Regions from separate parts of the Ovis aries genome. Here region 1 is linked to region 2. A link is a contact called in public Hi-C data. All regions are on one chromosome and are shown on one strand. Each heading gives the region's core, a stretch centred on a gene start, on an enhancer-like site or on the middle of the called end of the contact. The rest is flanking DNA. Distances are from core to core; before and after follow the strand shown.

The links. Hi-C and Micro-C count contacts between places; a contact is called where the count stands out from the background.
Region 1: a contact with region 2 is called in a Hi-C map of hypothalamus, with 2.2 times the contacts expected there. The contact joins the promoter of SLC6A9 here to the promoter of PTPRF in region 2. A contact is called at or near these places in 3 of 16 Hi-C or Micro-C datasets (hypothalamus, muscle and tail adipose tissue).

What each region holds. Positions count from the first base shown.
Region 1 is chr1:18,664,649-18,667,348 of ARS-UI_Ramb_v3.0, reverse strand. It overlaps SLC6A9 (solute carrier family 6 member 9), which reads left to right and starts at 1,308. Exons shown (of 16, transcript XM_042239747.1): 1 at 1,308-1,469.
Region 2 is chr1:18,193,467-18,196,166 of ARS-UI_Ramb_v3.0, reverse strand. PTPRF (protein tyrosine phosphatase receptor type F) reads right to left here and starts at 1,350. Exons shown (of 34, transcript XM_042247044.1): 1 at 1,161-1,350.

The DNA of each region.
Region 1 (2,700 bases), core at 59-2,558, 470 kb before region 2:
TTGGGGCCCGGAGAAGCCTGGTGGAACGGATTGGCGTTCCTTGGCAGGAAGTGTCAGTGCCTGATACCTGCTATCTTGCTCAGAGCCTCTGTAAATAAAGTGGAATCTCACTTGTCAACTGATCTTATTTGAGTTTGGCATGTGCGAATCAGCTTTTTGGAGGCTGACTATCCCCAGGGAACAAAGAAACTGGTTTCCTGGGCAGACAAGAGTGAGGACAGACTCAGGGTGCAGAGAAGAGACTGGTCCCTTCCTGAGCATATGCTGGGGCGACAACAGTCCCCTGACGGCCGGTACTAACTGGCCCTTCTCCTCGAAAGCTGGCGGCCTCAAGACAAGCAAATGTGGGAGCCCCTTTCCACCAACTGCCAAGCTCTGCTGCTCAGAGGCAGCCTGGAGCAAGGTGTTTCATTTATTTTGCAGGACAGGAAACTGAGGCACAGCAAAGCTCCCTTTGGCAAAGTCTCCTATAGCTAGGATTGGAACCTCCAAAGTCTCCCCAGGGCGAGAACAGAGGGCCCAGGTTGGTGTCAGCAGCCCTTATAATACAACCACCCCTGTGCGTGCTAAGTCCTTTCAGTAGTGTCCAACTCTTTGCAACCCTATAGACTGTAGCCCACCAGGCTCCTCTGTCCATGGGATTCTCTAGGCAAGACTACTACAGTTGATTGCCGTGCCCTCTTCCAGGGGACCTTCCCAACACAAGGATAGAACCCGAGCCAGTGTAGGTTTGACCAAACCAGTGAGCAGGTCCGTGGAGAAAGGACCCCCAAGCCCTCCAGTCCCAAGGAGGAGGACCCAGGCCTTACCCAGCTGTGCCCACAGTCCCCAGCGGCACCGCTCTAAAGGGGATGGAATTTGCTCAGACTTCTCTCTAGGGGGAACGCAGGCGCAGAAGGCCGGGGGCCTGGCAGGCTAACTCCAGCCCCAGTCCCCCAAGTGCCCCAGGCCTTTCTGGCTTCTTTCCAGCCTAGCCGAAGGGGACGACATCTACTTCCTCCAAGGGCCCCAGCTGGAGGGCAGCGAGGATGGGGCGGAGCAGGGGGCTCCTTTTCGGAGCCCACTCCCAGGGGTTCGTGGGGTTCAATCGTCGGAAAGCTTGGAGCAACTTGTAATTTTATTCCCTGGGAGGAGGAGCCTGAGAAGTTGGCCGGGGGGTGGGGATGAGAATGGGGTGGGGGGGTGGCGTGGGTGGGCAGGGCGGCCAGGGGAGCTGCTCCGAGAGGGGAGGGACTTGGCTAGGTCTCCCAAGCCTTCTTCACTCTCCAAACTTTCACCAAACTCTTGGCCCCCGCCTCCCCGAAACCAAAACACAACAAGCTCAGGAGGAGCGACGAGCAGCTCCGCGGGGCGGGCAGACTTGCGGCGGCACATAGCCTCAAGAGGCTGATGCAACTTTCCCTTTAAGAAAGCCACCTGGGCGCACCGCGGCTCGGACCCAGCTCGCCTGGGCCGGGGGCTGCAGTATGGTAAGGGGGCTATGGGAAGGGGGCGCTGCGGCCCGAGCCTCTCTCTATCCTGCCGTCGGTCTGGGTGTTTGGTTGGCTCCACGGGGCTGAGCCCCAGGAAGAGCGAGAGAGAGAGCGAGCGAGCGAGCGAGTGTGTGTGTGTGATCGCGCATGCATGCGGGCATCTGTGGATGAGAGTGGGTGCACGCGTGGGGATGTCTGTCTCGCCGGAAAGGTCGGGTAGGTGCGTGCGTCTGGGTGTCACCGCTGTCACCAAGGAGCTGCAGCGGGCAGAACGGCGGCGCCGGGCGGCGGCGGGGTGGGGGGGTGGTGGCTGCTCCTGGAGGAGGGGGAGATGCGTGCCGATGCCGGTTTGGTCCCGGGCGGCGGGCGCGTGAAAGTACCGGCAGCTCCGGAACCAGAGCGTCTGTACGAGGCGCCAGTGGGTCTGCGCGCTGGGGCCTGCCGACGCCGGGCATCGGCGACCCGGGTCTGCGCCCCGCATGCGGGCTCCTGCTCTCCATCTTCTCGCCGGCCGCCGGCCGGCCTGGCTGCCTATCTGGCCCCTCCAGCCGCCCTGCCTCCCTATCTGCTCGCCCACTCGCCGGTCGGGTGCGGGTTCCCGCGCGCCCAAAGGTCCTGGGAAGCCGTGCCAGGGAGTCTCGGTGCCCTCGGACCCTTGTCTGCGGCTCCCGGCTTTGGGAAGGGGTTACGGCCACGGTATTCTCGGGCGGTTGCTCTCCCGGGAAGAATCCGCGCCCTCCCCATCCCAACCTTCATTCCGGGTGTGAGTAAGGCGGGCCTGAGCGGCCGCAGGTAAGGGTAGGGGCCTAGCAGCCCCGGGCGCCCACCCCCAACCGGTGCCCCGCACCCCGCAGACAACGGCCGACGGGAGCAGACCGCGAGGCTGGGGCCGGGAGGGAGGGGGGCTTTCCCGGAGGGCCGGGAGGGGCCCGAGCCGGCCCGGGGGCGGGGCAAGGGGGCGGGGACCTGGGCGCCCCGGTACTTTTCCACCGCAGGGGCCGGGGGGCGGGGTCACCGCCCCCACACCAGCTGAGAGGCCCACACGTGGCGGCTGATGTAACGCCCGCTCCCGACACCTCGCACCGGGATTAAGGCGAGCGCGCCGGCTTCGAGGAATCCGGGCTCTCCAGGCGGTGCTACAGCTTTGAAAGCAACCTCGCCTTTTCCTGCCGCTCAGGGGCCTCTTTTTAGCGGACCCGCGGCTTCTTAAAGGAGCCGCGCCCCCTTT
Region 2 (2,700 bases), core at 101-2,600:
AGAGATGGGGGAGGGAGCAGAGAGACCTGGGAGGAGAGAGCAGAAAGCCGGGAAGAGCACAGAGAGACCCAAGAGAAGGAACACAGAGACCCGGCAAGGAGCACAGAGAGCCGGGAGAAAGAGCACAGAGAGCCAGCGAGAGAGCAGGGGAGACCCGGAGGGAGTCGCAGACAGCAGAGAGACCCCGGGATTGCTTGGGGGGTGGAGTGGGTTGAAAGTGGGAGGCCGCGACACGGGGAGACAGAGATACAGAGGCTTTGAAGGGCGTAGAGAGACGGAAACACGGAGGGAAAAGGAGAAATAAGCCGAGACAGGATCGTGGGCACAGCGATGAGGACCGGGGCACACCAACACGGGACGGGACGCCGGGCGGCGACTGAGTGAACTTTCCGGAGCGGGTCCGAGTGGACACGTCCTCACGGGACAGGTCGTCCCAGGGCCTTTGGGTCACTGCACCCGGGGAGGGGCGGGTACAGCCCGGCCCAGCGCCTCCCCAGCCGGCGCCGGCGACTTGGGTGCGGGGGCTGGGGAGGTGGGGGTTTCCAAACTCGCGCCCCGCGCACCCCGGGACGGCACGTGCGCCCGGGCCGCGAGCAAGACGGGGGCGCGGCGGCTGCGGATCCCCCGCCGGCTGGGAGGGGGCGCCTGTGCGGCGGGGGCGGGGGCGCGGCCTGGACCCGCCCGGAGCTGGGGAGGCGGTGGGAGGCTGAGGGCCGCCCCCGGAGCGTGTCCGCGCCGGTGGTGGGGGCAGACGAGGTGGGACCCAGGAGGGGGAGCCCCAACGCAAAAGGGAAACTTTGCGCTGGGCGGGGGGGAGGGGGGCGGCGCGGGCTGCGGCTCAGGTGCGGCGGGAGGGAGGGGGCGAGGCGGAGAAAGGGGAAGGCGCCGAGGGGCGGCAAGGAGCTAGCCAGCCGGCGGCAGGGCGATGGGGGGGGGGGGTCCGTCTGCCGCGGGGTAACGCGGGGAGGAGCCGCCGGGCTTGGTGGGGGCGCTTAGCCGAGGCGGCGGGCGCGGCAGGTGGGGGCGCGGCCCGGCCTAAGCGGCGCCCCCAGCCCCCCGGGACCGCCCCCAGCTCCGCTCTGCGAACGCGGGGAGAGGGCGGGGGAGTGGAGAAGGGACCGATGCGGAGGGAACTGGAAGGGGGCCCGGGGGTCACTCACCGCCTATCCAGGGGCCGTCGGTCCGCATGTCCCCCCAAGCCTCTGGGGCCGCTGCTCCCGCTCCTCTTCTGCCGCCGCCGCCGCCGCCACCGGATCCCACTCCCGCCACCGCCACCCGAGCTGGAGCCGGAGCCGGAGCTGGAGCCGCCGCCTCTGCCGCCGCCGCCACCGATTCCGCCGCTCCCGCGCCAGCTCCAGCCGCGTGCCCGCGCCCACGCCCGCGCCCCTGCCCCTGCCGTGCGCGTCCCCGGCGCCGCCCCTCCCCTCGTGCACTCTCGCTCGTAGAGCTGCTGAGCCGCGTAGGCCCGAGGCCGCAACCCAACCCCGCGTGTAAACCGACCCGGACCCCAGTACAGAACCGGAACCCCCATAATAAGCATGGGCAGACCCAAACTTCCATACGAAGTCCGGATCCTACTAGAGGCTTCCAATCCAAATGTGAACCTGATATTACTCTAGGACCCCATTTTCTCTCCGTAGAGATCTGAACCTGCTATTGAGCCCAGACCCACCCCAACTCAACAGTAAGTCCAAACCCCCAAATCTGCCGTGAAGTTGGCTCGAGTAGTAATTTTAATCTGAACCCCTTTATTAAACTGAAATTCCAATTCTTAGGCTAAAATCCCTTTATCACCTCTTCTTTGATCGTGACCCCAGCATCAACCCTGGTCCTTAAATGGACCCCAGTACCAATGCTGAGCCCCAGTCCCTGTGTGAACCTTAAAATACGATAGCTACTTTGCTATGGTAGCTACCCAGCACTTTTTTGTGAACCCCAAGCCTTTCCATAAAACTCTAATACTGCAGTCCCAGACCCAGGTCAATACCAACACACTTTGTGAACTAGGATTGAGTCCCTGGAAAAGGACCCTAATACAAATACTGACCTCAGACCTTGTCCATTTGAGGGCCCATTTAAGACCCTAACTTGACTCACCTCTAGTGGTAATCTTGGAACCTAAGATTTATGAGACTGGCCTTGTAGAAGCTCCACACAAATCCACTGCAGCCCCATACTCACTCTCTACTCTTCTGACCCTATATCAACCCCAGCCTGAGGCTGGCCAGCACCCCAAAATCAGCAATGCCAACTGTGGACCTGAGTCAGGTCCTGAATTGGCCCTTAGTTCAGCACTTGATAGTGTCCTCCAAGCCTGATATAAACCTCAGTATTGAATTTCTGACTCCTCATATCAAACTTAAATGCTGACCCTATAAATCTCTGGCTAAACCAATAACTTACCAACAGATTTACTAGAGGTTCTAACTCATAGGAACTTGGTGAGCTCCAAACCAAGAGCCACACCTTGGCACCAAAGCCTCTGATCTCAGACCTACCGTGCAGTCCATATCACATCAGCCCTCTCCTCATGAAACTGCCACCCTCATGAAACATGGGGAGCCTACCTCGACTGCCTATGTCAGATGAGGACCCCTATGGGTTCTCTGATCTGTGGGGTCTCTGTGATATCTCTGTGAGTCTGGGGGTCAGGTGAGAGAGAAAGTCTGGAGATTGTTGAAGCACCTAGATTCTAGGAGC